Regions from separate parts of the Mus musculus genome. Here regions 1 and 2 are each linked to region 3. A link is a contact called in public HiChIP or PLAC-seq and promoter capture Hi-C data. All regions are on one chromosome and are shown on one strand. The core of a region is the stretch at or near the end of the contact, and the rest is flanking DNA. Distances in the headings are between cores, read along the strand shown. Region 1 holds the start of Reep1 (receptor accessory protein 1). Region 2 holds the start of Chmp3 (charged multivesicular body protein 3). Region 3 holds the start of Fabp1 (fatty acid binding protein 1, liver).

The links. Promoter capture Hi-C pulls out the DNA fragments that hold promoters and counts their contacts. HiChIP or PLAC-seq counts read pairs in DNA pulled down with a chosen protein or histone mark.
Region 1: a contact with region 3 is called in a promoter capture Hi-C map of 3T3-L1-derived adipocytes, with 8 times the contacts expected there. The contact joins the promoter of Reep1 here to the promoter of Fabp1 in region 3. A contact is called at or near these places in 14 of 39 promoter capture datasets (the 3T3-L1 cell line, 3T3-L1-derived adipocytes, the C10 cell line and 9 more).
Region 2: a contact with region 3 is called in an H3K4me3 HiChIP or PLAC-seq map of bone marrow-derived macrophages, with 3 times the contacts expected there. The contact joins the promoter of Chmp3 here to the promoter of Fabp1 in region 3. A contact is called at or near these places in 1 of 115 datasets of contacts at active chromatin or transcription factors (bone marrow-derived macrophages) and 2 of 9 other capture datasets (adipose tissue and pancreatic islet).

What each region holds. Positions count from the first base shown.
Region 1 is chr6:71,705,551-71,710,127 of GRCm38.p6, forward strand. Reep1 (receptor accessory protein 1) reads left to right here and starts at 2,131. Exons shown (of 7, transcript NM_178608.4): 1 at 2,131-2,451. The coding sequence starts at 2,420.
Region 2 is chr6:71,542,421-71,547,263 of GRCm38.p6, forward strand. It overlaps Chmp3 (charged multivesicular body protein 3), which reads left to right and starts at 1,432. Exons shown (of 6, transcript NM_025783.4): 1 at 1,432-1,613. The coding sequence starts at 1,569.
Region 3 is chr6:71,196,623-71,201,204 of GRCm38.p6, forward strand. It overlaps Fabp1 (fatty acid binding protein 1, liver), which reads left to right and starts at 3,257. Exons shown (of 4, transcript NM_017399.5): 1 at 3,257-3,371. The coding sequence starts at 3,305.

The DNA of each region.
Region 1 (4,577 bases), core at 881-3,380, 510 kb after region 3:
ATTGCACAGTCCTTGCTGGTTTTTAAAATTTTTGTTCATTTTATTGTTCTTATTATTATTACGGATGTACACTGCGGTACCAAGCTTGTCTGTGGTGTTTTGTTATTTGAGATACAATCTCACATTTGTAGTCTAGGCTGGCCTCAGACTCATGACCCTGCCCCTTCCTCAACCTCCCAAGTTCTGGTATTACAGGCATCTATCACCGTGCCTGGCTTGGCCTTAGGGTATCACTGTCTGGTAAGTTTTCCAAGCTTTTCTCTGTTTAATTTTATAATCTCTAGTAAAGTATGGTGAGGCCAGACAATTAAGACAGAACTTGGAAAGAATTCAGGTTTATTTTACTTGTTTTCATCCCTAGAGAGAGCACAAACCATGTAGGCCGCTCAGCTGAGCTTACCACAAGGCAGCAGGAAAGAGGGAGCCATAACAAGGGAGTACTAGGAAGGCAAGGCCAGGCAGGTTTATGATTTCCTAATCTGAGTAACTTCAGTGGGCACTGGAACACAGAAGCATCTCTGGCAGCCTCCCACATAGGTGTATTGTGGCCTGCGGTATGAGGGTTCTATAGAGGAAGTGGTTTGGAACATGAGATTCAATAGCTGCCCAAAAGCGAAATGACCAACCTCCAAATGCTTCAACATTACATTAACCCCCTCTATATCACAAGTAGTTTATGGGTTTTTTTTTGAGACAAAGAAGACATACAGACAAAGAGAAATGAAAGAAGACAACTCTCTCATAGCCCCTTAATTGTCAGAAAGTATTTTCTATCTGTATGTTCATACACTTAAGGGGGGTGAGGGAGAGAGACTGAGACAGACTTGGAATCATGTAGTCCAGGCTGGCCTTGAACTCCCAAGTAGCCATGAATGACTTTGAACTCGCCTTCCTGTCTCCTCCTCCTGAGGGTGAGTGTTACAGGGTCAATTACCACGCCTGGGATTTGGAATGAGGGGGTTGGGATGGCCTTAGGATACTAGCCTGGGCTCCTGTTTCTACCTCCCAAGAATTGGAGTCATAGGCACATGTCACCGTGCATATTCTATCATATTTGAAGGCACTGCCAAAGTCCAAAGTCACCTTGCCTCTGCAAGAAGCCTCATTGGGCAGAGCTCCTTTAGAAAAAGCTATAAACTAGGTCTCTACAGAATTTCTCACACTGGGCACTGAATTTTACACAACTGAATATCTGCAAAGAAGAGCAGGTCACTGGAACCTAAACTACTGGAGGGAGGGAGGGAGCAGCAGAGCCCAGGGATAAAAAGGACAAAGGCTTTCAAGTGCTATTGAAGTTGGTTCAGGTCCATCCTCAGGATGAGCAAAGCAAGTCACAAAGCCTGGCTGCAAAATTTAAAGGGACACCATAAAATTCCGTGATCAAGACAAATCCTATATGATGCAATATTTTAAAAATGCATTGACGTGTTGATACTGAACGCGGTTTCCATTTTGCCCAAGATGCCACATGGCTCTGTTAACACTGCTGGGTCATGATGTATGATGCCCTTCGGCTCTCATAGCCCTCCGAGCTGAGGCTGGAGGACGAATCAAAGACAGAAGTGAATGTATGGACAGGGAATGTCTGAGGTGTGGGTCTGTGAGACCGCTCCCCTAGTGCTTGCCGCCATGGCTGATGATGGCCCGAGCTATCACCGGGACAACTGCATTGAACTGACTCCTGCATGTTGACCTCTGACGTGTGTGTGTGTGTGTGTGTGTGTGTGTGTGTGTGTGTGTGAGAGAGAGAGAGAGAGAGAGAGAGAGAGAGAGAGAGAGAGAGAGAGAGAGCTGCAGTAGAAACAACTGAAGGGACACGCGGTGACTGGTGATGGGGTTGCAGTCAAAGAGATCGAGTTGGGACACTAGAGCTGTCAGTAGGCAGACACTTGCTGAGATGTTGACTTATGGGATGCTAGTTGAAGGCTTCAGGTTTCTCCTGAGGCTAGCGTATTATCTAAGTGAAGAATGACAGAACCTCGTCTAGACAGGTGTAGGCAGGATTTCAAAGTCCAGATTCAGACCTCAGTTTCCCCACTTCACCTAGTGAAGGTGAGGCAGCCCTCCCTGGGGGTTCGGAGGCCCAGTGCACTGAGCCACCGCACCACACGGTTTCACAAGGAGGGCGGAGGAGGACCCGCCCTGGCTGCAGCTCTGGGGCTGGGACGATCGGAGCAGGGGCGGGTCGCGCTGGTGCCCTCACCGCTAGCCGCCCAATCGCCGTGGGCCCGCGGAGCCCCTGGGGGCTGGGGCAGCGGGCGGAACGTGCCGCGGCTGCGCCAACGCGCGAGCGCGGGGCCGGACCGGGCGGGTGCGCTCAGTCTGGCGGCAGCGGCGGTGCACAGACAGACAGACGTGCCGGGAGCGCAGCACCGCCCGCAGCCCAGCAATCCGGGCCGCGCCAGCCCGCCCGCCCGCCATGGTGTCGTGGATCATCTCCAGGCTGGTGGTGTAAGTGGCCTCTTCTCCTGTGTCCCTTCTTCCCTTCCCTCCCGATCCCCATGTCCCCTTAGGGCCGCGCGCCCCTGCGAACCACCAGCCCCGGGTCGCTAGCTATTAATACCCGGCGGTCGCTAAATTTAGCAGGTACAGTAGCTGCCTGGGGACGCGGGCAGCGCGAGGCGGCGTAGGACGCGCGACGCTACAGACCCATGGGTAGCCGCGGGCGCAGGCGGCGCCTTGCAGGGAGACCGGGGCGTGGGTCCCCGCACGATGGTGGAGTTGCCGGGGCTGGGCAATGGGTCTCGCCTTCTCTCTGTTGCTTTGTTCCATTCCGGGTGGGGCGGATTTGCAGAGGCCCCGAGTGGGTGCTCCACGCGTTCTCTCTCCTTTGGAAGAAAATGCCTTGGGCTCGCCTGCCGCCGCGCTTTGTCGGGTGAAAATGACATACAGTCCAGACAAGCCAGGGGCGCTGCCTGAAGGGGTCATCGCGGAGATGAGTAGCCAGATGGAGGTGGGGCACTCAATGAAGTGGGAAAATACTCCTTTTTAGGTTTTTCAAATAGACAGAGGCAAAGGCAGGTGGCAAGTACATTAGTGTGCATCTTGGAGTAGATGTCTTCCTTCCTCTTGCCTGCTCTCCTTTGCAGGGGTTTGAGAGACAGGGGCAGGCATCTCTAGGAATGCACAGGGAAATTTCCGAGTGACAGACAGCACCCCTTCCCCCCACCCCCCAAGGGCGGTGGCAGTGATACCTCCCAGGCGGTGCAGGAGAGCAGAGTCATCTGGGGTGAGGCCTGTATGAAGTCCTTGGGGGATGTGTGATGGGGACTTTTGTTTTATTTCCAATATTGCCTCTCACCTTTCTTACCTGGATCTGGAAGATTGATTTAGCACCTGCTTAGGGGACCTGGGACTGAAATGGGTCTGGGGGTGGGGGGGCTTGGATGAGGAACACGTGCCCAGCATTTTCTTTGTCTAAGAAAGAGGGGCTATTAACTCCCTTTGACAGTGCAGGGCACACACATCTCTTTTCTCCTCTTCTGAACTGATTTGCAAAGCCATCCAGGAGAGCCGTCTTTAAAGTCCTGGCCATTGTCTCCCAGGCATCATTCTGCCCATTGCTCCCAAAGCCCATCAAGTTACTCCACAAGGGTCTCTCCAACAGCTGTTGTCAGCTGCTGGGGGTTTGTTTTGTACCTTCAGGTGGCATGTGAAATATTTCGATTTCTGTGGCATGGCTGGCATCAATAATAGGGAAGCCACCGGCATGCCTTGCCACGCCTCACGCCTGACTAAAGCTTGTCTTCTCTGCAGTGTCAGTTTCTTTCCTGGGGTCTTTGGATTTGCTAGTGACCCCTGGAGGACCTCAGGGCGGGGCCATGGAGCACTTGCTTGCCTGGTGGGCTTTCTCTGTAAGTCCTCAACCAGGATCATGCAACCATTCTGGTTTTCTTGTCATCTCCCACATAGGGGGTAACTGAAAGGGGGGACTAAGATGTGGGATGTGGGAGGGGCTGCAACAGTGTGTTGGTATCTTCTGAAGCAACCACACCTTGAAGAACTAAGACTTCGGATGACGTAAATGACCAAGAGAATTGCTCCCGGTCTACAACTACCCTCTGGCACCAGAGGTTGGTGGGATTTGAAGCACCTTTAAAAGATCAAGGATTCTTCCTACCCTGTTCCTAATTCACAACTAAACCCAACATGAATTATTAACACCAGTTTTAATCACATTTCTATTTCATATTAACAATGCCTGTTATATAGTATTAGCTGGTGTAAATAGACCAAAATCCAGCTACATCTCTGCTGCAGAAGGAAATGTCATTGTAAAATAGGGGAGTTATAGTCTTAAGAATATTACTTATTCTTATATATGTGTTTTGATTCAGCTCAATATTCTACATAGGTAAAGGGACATTTTATGGTGCAGTGCCAAGGCACGGGACTGGGAGATTGTGTTTGGAACCAAGAAAATAAATGGTTCAAAATCCAAATCTGCCTCTTGCCAGCAGATCCTAGTTCATAGCCCTGATTACAACAGATCTCAGTTCCCAAGCTAGTTCACTGCACATTACTGTTGCAGAGGTTTCGATCACACGTGACATGTGGATTCCCAAGCACTGTGGCGA
Region 2 (4,843 bases), core at 182-2,681, 340 kb after region 3:
GTTGTCTTGGGCTTCTCTTTGAGGCTACTGCTTGTGCTGGGGAGATTCTTCTGACCCTCCCTTTGTTGTGTTCGAGTACCCCGATATGAGAATACCTCTTATCTATAGTGTCTTTATGATCAGACTTTCTAAATTAAAAGAGGCAAGTTTGCTAAAAGCAAGGAGAATTAGTTGTTGGAGTGGTAGGAGGAAAGGGCTGGCTTGGTAGCAAATAAACAAATACTCTGAAAACAAACAAAAGTAAACAAACCCTCCCTCTGCATGAGAACAAAATAACAGGGTATCCAACCAGTTCAGAATAAACCAATGGACCATTGACAAAACACAAGGAAGGCCAAAGCTCAGAAGGAATTCAGCATCCACCTGAAGACGCAGCACAGCCAGGCACAGAACGCTTCATGTTCGTACCTGGTGCCCACCCGGGTGAAAGTGTGAATTAAAATGGGCAAAGTGGATGGCAGGTGCCATAAGTATGCCAGTTTAGTTCCTTTGTGTTTTAAAAGAGATTAGGAAACAAAAATCAGTAAAGGCCAAGGGAAGAGTCAGAGGAATGGATGTGGACAACATATCACATTCATGAATGAAATTCTCCAACAATAACATTTTAAAAATAATAAAGAAAATTAGGAGTCTGATTTCCTCTCCACCCAGCCAGTGGCCATATTACAATTTATAGAAAGCTATGATATGAAAGCCAGAACATATGCAGACTTAACTGTAAGATATACTAACTGGTTCCTTCCCAGAGGGAATAGACAATGGACCCAGGTTGCCTCTGTTCCATTAGAGAATATTTATGTTTATCATTAAAGTTTCAGTAAAGAAAATAGGGTTTTTTTTAAAAAAGATTTCCCCGGTGTTTGTTTTTTAAAGGTAAGATGAGGCTGTAGAAGTGGCTTCCTGTTCTTCCAGGGGCCCAAGTTTCCTTGCACAGTTCCTTGTCTATGAATCCATTTCTTTAATGTGTGCAGAATGCAAGTCTTTTGTTATCTCTTCTTTAAAAGTTAGTTTCAGCTGACTCGTGCAGGTCTGTTTAACCTTAATCTTACAAGCGAAACAAATGTTATAATCTGTTGAATCAATCCCTTCTTCTCCAGCTTCAGCATAAGATCACTGCTAGAACTTTTAAGACTTCCTACAAAGGGGAAAGAAGGCGATGTCAAGTTTTCGAGTAGGTGTGTAGATTTGCAGTCTGTGAGGTGACTACGGACCCAAAGAGAAACCCATCCACAAATATCTGGGAAGTGGTTGTAAATATGCGTGACAGCGTTGAGATATATATTTCTGGGCTAGCTGACAGGTTTTGGGTGTAGGCAATAAATATCTTAAGAGTTACTTCTATACTTCACTTAAGCTCCCTTATGAGCAATGGTGTCATCCACACTGTAGAACCCCACCCAACTTAACTCTGCGCCTGCGCCGCGCGCGTGCGTACTAGCCCTGCTGCCGCCGCGCCCTTCTCTGGGCGTCTGATTCCCTTCCTCCCAGCCCCGCCCAGGCGGCTGCCCGTGACCTGCCTGGGCGCAGGGAACGGAAAGTCGGAAGGGGTAAGAGGAGTTCAGTTCATCATGGGACTCTTTGGAAAAACCCAGGAGAAGCCTCCCAAAGAGCTGGTAAGGGCCAGCGACCGGGGAAGCTCCGCAGCGGAGGTGGGAACAGCCAGCTGCGCTCTCAGGCTGGCCCCTATTTCCGGGGCCTTCCACTCTGCCGAGGGGCCGAGGGAAGAGTTTAGGATTGGGATGTGAGGAGAAGCGCGCCTTGGCCGCTCGGCGTCCGACCCGGGTGTGTAGGGCCTGGTTAGGAGCACCTCGGCCTCGCCCCCAGGCGCTGGAGGCGCCACGCCGCCGGGCCCCGAGGAAGCACTCTCTCCCCTGCGCGCGGTGGTACGGGCCGCCCGGAACCTTTCTCCTGCGCAAGCCCCGCCCCCGCGCCGGCCTGCAGACCACCCGGAGGACTTGCCCTAGACCGGAAGGTTGTGTGCGGTGAACCGGGTCGGAGCCCCCAAAAAGTCCAGGCACCTGCCAGGCAGGTCCTTTTCTCGCTCTCCTCTGTGTGCAGGGAAGCCCGACTTGTGTTTATTCTAGAAGCTCAGTTCTCTCAGGCCCTACCCATAAGGATGCTACCGAAAACAGTTCGGATCCTACTCTGAATCCTTAGATCTGCCTATCAATTGAGTTATTTTAGAAACCAAGTATCAGCCGCCTAAGTTTGAGTCCTACTTTTAGACGTCTCGGCTCTCTGATCTCGAAAAACTTGTCCGAGACTTCTCCTATGTCAAGTAGGAAGAGTGCTACCGCAGTAATTGACCATTGAAGGATGTGAAGTTTGAGCTAGTAGTGGTAGTGAAGGTGCATTCTTTTTTTTGTTTTGTTTTTGTTTTTTTCGAGACAGGGTTTCTCTGTGTAGACCTGGCTGTCCTGGAACTCTCTTTGTAGACCAGGCTGGCCTCGAACTCAGAAATCCGCCTGCCTCTGCCTCCCAAGTGCTGGGATTAAAGGCATGCGCCACCACCGCCCAGCGTGAAGGTGCATTCTTTACACACCCAGCCTTATTACTGACCACCAGTAGTCGCACCAACAGTACCAGCTCCCAGCACATAGCACTTGTGGGGTCCCATTCCAGACCTACTAAATCAGATTTAAATTATGACTATCCCGAGTGGTTAGAATGTGCCTTGACCTTTGAGAAGCACTGTTTCTACAGCACTCAAACTTGTCCTTCTAAACCTTTAGTTCACTTATGGAAGTGTAGCTGTCAAGCCAGTCTAATTAACGTTGCCATTTTCCGGTGCGTGTTCTTTTTTTTTTTTTTTTTTAAGAGGGGTACTTTACTAGAGGAGAAATTGACATTACATTCTTAGCAATGACACTTATTATTTAAAATAATGGAAACGTTAAACGAGTAATGTACATACCAGGCATAAGTTTAAATAGTAATAAGACTGTTTTCTTTAGACTATCTCAACTTATGGATGACAAAGCTAAAGCCACACACTAGTAATGATTTACTTATCTTCAAGAAGAGTATACAAATACCACAAAATGGTCTACATAATGTTCTGAAGTGAAATTGTATGCTTGTCTCATTTAAGTTCCACATGTTCAGTTTTATACGAGAGAGCAAAATGTAACAGGTGAATGAAAGTTCTTAATAAGAAAAGGTTTTAAGAGATGCAGTGTGGCCTGCAGTTCAGCTGCTTGGTCATTTTCAGGACATTCCTGAAAGCAAGAGTTCAAGGGCAGACTAGACAGTGGCTCAGAAAGCAAAGATTTTTCGGGAAAGTCTGGGTGTTGTAGTTTCTGAGACATTACCATGCATTCGTTTTAAAAATTTAATCCCCACATTAAAAATGAAAGTAACATTGTAAAAGTAAAGACTTTAGAGTTGGCTGTTCATCATCCTGCAAGGTCTGTGTCTTGCCCTTAACTTTTTCCGGTGTGTTATTTTATGTGAAATGGAAGTTGGATGTAAACTTGATGAGATCCAAGTTAAACTAATTTAGCAAGAATGTCTGGGCGCGTGGTGGCGCACACCTTTAATCCCAGCACTCGGGAGGCAGAGGCAGGCAGATTTCTGAGTTTGAGGCCAGCCTGGTCTACAAAGTGAATTCCAGGACAGCCAGGGCTATACAGAGAAACCCTGTCTCGAAAAAAAAAAAAAAAGTCTCACAAGGAAGTGTGAACTTCGTACTATGTACATGTTAAAAAATAGTTCTGGGTGTGTACTGGCTAGTTTTGTGTCAACTTGACACAGGCTGGAGTTATCACAGAGAAAGGAGATCCAGCTGCAAGGCATTTTCTCAATTAGTGATCAAGGGGGAAAGGCCCCTTGTGGGTGGAACCATCTCTGGGCTGGTAGTCTTGATTCTATAAGAGAGCAGGCTGAGCAAGCCGGGGAAGCAAGCCAGTAAAGAACATCCCTCCATGGCCTCTGCATCAGCTCCTGCTTCCTGACCTGCTTGAGTTCCAGTCCTGACTTCCTTTGGTGATGAACAGCAATGTGGAAGTGTAAGCCTAATAAACCCTTTCCTCCCCAACTTGCTTCTTGGTCATGATGTTTTGTGCAGGAATAGCAACCCTGACTAAGACAGGGTGGAAATGAAAGAGATCACCAGTCTGTGTCTGGGCAAGGCAAACTTCTGTTATGGATCAGGAAGGTGTGCTCAGAAGAGTCAACTTACAGAGACAGCAAGTACACCTGGTTTTTATTCTTACTCAGGTGGTAACTGTGCCTTTTCCACACTGATTGGGGTCTGACCTCACAGTCTTATTCACTCAGCTTGCTTGAAAAGAATTGCCACACCAGAAATGAAGAAAGGGGGTGTGTGTGTCACTGCTCCATCTAATTCCTGGAGAGCAGTAGGAGGCCTTTGTATAAACAAGGGTGTTGGGATGGGAGTTTGAAACATTTGTATAAAAAGTCTTGTAAGGTGGGGAAGACTAAAAGATTTGAATTCCTTCTAAACACAAATTTAATATTTCTTTAATATTATTACTAATAATATAAGTAATAAATTATAATAAAATTATAACTAATAAAGTAAGACTATTTCTAGCATATTATGTTGGGCATATGATAAGTAGTTTCATTTTGTTTGTTTGTAGAGAGGTTCTTGTTCTGTGTGCTGTATGGTTTCTGTCAACTTCACACAAACCTAGACATATCTGGGTGGAGGGAATCGAAATTTGGGAATTGCCTTAGGCAAGTCTGTGGGGTATTGTAATGATGGATGTGGGAGGGCCTGGCTGTCTGGGCTATGCCACCCCTGGACAAGTGGTCCTGAGTGGTCCTCAATGGTCTCTGTTGCAGTTCCCACCTCTAGGTCTCTTGACCTCTGATGCAT
Region 3 (4,582 bases), core at 2,007-4,506:
GATCATCCCCTTCCTAGACTAAGTCACATTAAAAGATATACATTCTAGGCTCAGAGCAAGAAGGTACCTTGCGTGTTCTCATTATCCTTTGAGCCACTTTGCCTACTCTGTCCTAGTGTGCAAGCAGTTGGGTAACTACAAATGGACATAAATTCTTAACACACAAGGATGCTCAGGGACAGCCCTAATTTGATATTGAAGTGACCAAGGTAGCATCATCTTGTCCTGGCTCCATTTTGTGTTTTCTTAGATAGCTCTCGGCCCTCTTCCTCATAACAGTCACACCAGCCTTGGCAACACATATGAGATTTTCACGACCCTGACTATGGTCCAGATGTATTAAGTTTATACAAACTTAACACAAAATAAACTAAGTGAAGAAGGTATAAGTCAAAAATAATTGTAATGAAAATAATTACTAAGATAATTACTATGAACTGTCAAAAAATGAATGTTTCATGGTTACTCTGACCCTCACCTAGCTTTATATAAATTATGATTTCTGTGGGGTTTGCCTTTTAAAATACTGTCTCCCTGACCTTTAGTACCAAGAGACACTGAGAAATTAGCTCACTCTTGGTCACCAACCAAAATTAAAGAACTCATATACTCTTAGTTGACTTAGTCTGTGTGTTTGTCTGTATTGTTCTCTGTGGATTATTTCAGTGTGGGAACCATGAAGCTTCGTGTCTTCAGCATTATTAGAAGAGGGGTGATCAGGAAAAGCAGAGTGGTCAACTCTGCCGGCACCAGGATCTGCTTCTGCTATGTTCAACTGATGTCTCTGCTCTGGTCAACTGTGCCAGGGCCAGAATCTGCCTCTGCTACACTCAACTGATGCCTCTGCTCTCATCATGCCAAAGGTAATGACCTCACCCAAATCAGGTACATATAAATACCACCTGTCAGGGGTGAATGAGGTCTCAGACCGTGTAGATTCCAACATTTGGCTGGATCAGAAGCAGCAAACTGCAGAGGTTCTGGGGAATCTGTGCGATTGAGGTGATAGTGTACACCCCTACTGTAGGCTGGCATAGCTGTTCGTCCTAAGACATCTTCCTGAGCCACTGATGCACTTAACATGAGCTCTTATCAGTTCAAATTCCTCCCCCTCATTCTCACCCACCAGAACTGTAAGGCCTACAGGCGGACACTGCAACCCAGCACGTTTCTGGGTGGAGTGTAGAGCAGCGGCAAGGCAAATGGGCCGGGTATCCAGAGCATTTTGTCATTTTGGCGATTATGATGCAAGTGGGAGGGAACTGGCCAAGAACAGAGAGGACTCCATGCGAGATCTGTCTCTGTGGGCTTAGCACAGGCTGGGGATGGCAGAGCAGGGTTACAGAGAGAAAAGAGAGAAGAGAGAGGTGGGCTCTCAGGGCTGGAGCAACAGTTTCCATCCCTTTCACGCCTATTCCCACTGGCCTCTCAACCAAGCTGCAGGCACACATTCGTACTTCCCCTCAAGTCCCCTTGCCTCAGAGCTCATGTGATTCACTGATTACAGGACCAGCTTGCTGATCTCACTACTCTGTATCTCCTACTACTTCTGCACCACAAGAGCCGTGGCCGCGTTATCTTTTGGAGGTTTCTCTTTGCTGAACCATCACTGATTGAGCTCATTTCATGTGCTCTCCATCAAGACTCCCAAGGAAGGAGCACAATGAGGAAGAATGCAGAGAAGCCAGCCCAGCTGAATGGAGGAGACAGAATGGGGGTAGGCCCACTAGCTGGGAGGAGTTACAGGGAGGCAGACAGCTGGAGGACAGGAAAAGTGTAGAAGAGACACAAATTCAAACATAGAGGAAGAAATACCCCGACACCTTCAGCTGGCCTATGCCTGTGACCTCTAGGGAAAGGTGGGTGATGAGGCTGGGTTTGGCAAGCCTAACAGCCTCACTAGAAGCTTAGACAATGGCAGTCATTTTGCAAGACAAAAATGAAAGCAAAGTGCAAGCTCTATTTTGAGCAGTCATCACAGTCAGGACAGTAGACACAGACCTTCCACGCTATCCGGGGCCTGTCACTGCTAGAGCAATAGGGACCATGGGTTCAAAACTGAGGCATGGCATACCCCAGCCTCAGATTTATAAGTCTATGTAGCCTCGGGGCAGAAAAGACTAGAGGATGGAGGGCCGATGGCTGTGAGTAATGAGGCTGATGCTAAAGTCTAAACAGAAGAGAAATAGGCTGTGAAGTGGCACTTGCTGAGAACTGCCTAGGATGCTGGAATGGGGAGATGAAGATGCTCTGGGTGACAATTCCCCCATGACAAACAAGAACATCAGAGATCTTTGGAAGCATCCTTAGGCCTCTTCCCCAAGGCCACTTCTAGTCAGGCTGAATGCCCGTGTACCATCTTAGTGCCCTGTTCTTAGTTGTGAGGCAGGGATGGGACAAAGTCAGCAGGTAATGCCATCTTTCTTGGCTGGACTTGTCTCTAGCAGATAAAATAATCTAAGTTTTCAGACTGCTGCTTTAGTTAAAGAGCTTACACCTGCTGACAGTAGATGCCTTCAAAGGGGAGGCTTGTCTGGACTAAGGCTTGCCTGGACTGAGACTTGCCTGGATTGAGGCTTGCTTGGAATCATTGAAGAAGAATTCTCAAAATACAAAACAGCTTTAAGGACTGATAAAATGTATGTAAAATTATGTTTGTATAATAATAAAAAATGAGAAATAAACATAAGGTTATATGAAAAAGGTTTTGAGTTCAAAGGTATTTCTCCCCATGTAATGCGCGCGCACACACACACACACACACACACACACACACACACACGTATGTGTGTTTATGTATGTACATATGGATATGTAGTGACATGTATATAAATATATGCATACATACAAGTGTACACATGTACAAACACATACATATGTGCACTTAGGTATATATGCATATGTGCATTGCTGGAGATGTGATTCACATGTTTCTAAATTATTTCTAAATGTATGTATGTTGCACATACATACATTTGTCAACATACATTTCAACCATGCACACTTATTTCATGAGTAGGGTTAAGTCACCATAAAGGCAACATTTACAGAGAGCTTTGCCCTTGGTTGGACTCACTAATGTTTGCTGAATTAGAACAAACCTCTGCCTTGCCCACTCTGATTTTTATCGTTGACCATTGCTCTCAGGAGTTAATGTTTGAGCCTGGCCATAAATAAATCGACAATCACTGACCTATGGCCTATATCTGAGGAGGAAGAATCCCCTTATAAAATAGGCAACAGTGGGTGACCTGGCAGGCAGAGCTGTTGTGGTCAGCTGTGGAAAGGAAGCCTCGTTGCCACCATGAACTTCTCCGGCAAGTACCAATTGCAGAGCCAGGAGAACTTTGAGCCATTCATGAAGGCAATAGGTGAGTGGTGATTATGACAGCAACGAGGGGCTAGCCCTACTATCAACAGATAGTCCAGGTCTGGTGTTGAGGTGGAAGGAGGGGTCCAGGCTATACCGAATTGAGGAGTTCTCCAGTGACTCTCCTGCTCTCTTGTTACTTTTACTGCTCCCCACTGGACAAAGCTACTCCAGGGAAGTGGAAACAACCCTACATTGGAAGATGAACTGGTTCGAAGTGTGTGTCTCATGGCACTTTATTCTAAGACCTTGTTCCTTCACTCACTTTCTAGCAAACATTGATTCAAGGCCAACCATACGCCAACCCCATGCTTGTACATATACCAGAGAGACAGAGTGTGATAGGCTACAATCCTGACCAATGTTCAGAGACAAAGCTACAATCTTGACCAGTTATTTGGAGATAAATGGAATGAAGTGTCTCCTAATATGTATGACTCTATACCAGGCATTGCCATGCAATGCCCACAGTAAATACTCACCATAAAACTGAGCTGTTTTCCCATTTTACAGTTGAGGCGACTGGGGTAGGTGAGGTAGCTGTGATGAGGCTCACAGTTTAGAGAGTGTTTGTGTTGGAGTTAGAAGCAGGTGCTGGGTCCCAGAGACCCTATTTAAACACCCTATGTCTCCCAGGGTACTCAGGTACGGGGGAGACTGTGATGATGAAAGCTGAGCCTGGAACCAGGGAGAGAAGAGTATATAACAGGAAGAAAGAGGCCTGTGGGCAGAGGGGGAAGTGGAACAAAGGGGGTTACCAACATGGAAAAGATGAGGAACAGCAAGAGTGGGGAAAGGACTCTCGGGTCATCCTAGGACTCAGAGCTTCTTTTGCAGACAAGTCAAAGATCATGAATGTGAGGATCCCTTAGTTTTGCAAGGGACCCTCCACTGTCACTGTGAACTCCCCGGTTCTTGTGAACTCCTGTTCATGTAAAAGCACAGATTTGTTCTGAAATCTGAAAAGCCCTATTCTAGGGTAAAGGATTTTTGTACATTACCCCCAAGAGCCTTGACTCCAGAGGCCACAGCAAGTTTGCCAGGCATGGTCCTACTTTGTGCATGGCCTAATTATCTGTAGCTCCCATATCACTTCAAAGGTAATTGGATTTGGAAGCTAAACATTCTGGAGGATGAAGTGTTCCCACTCTAAGAGCCAGGCCACTAAAGAAGGAGGGATCTGTGGGGGGTGGAGGGGAGGATGAGTAAGAA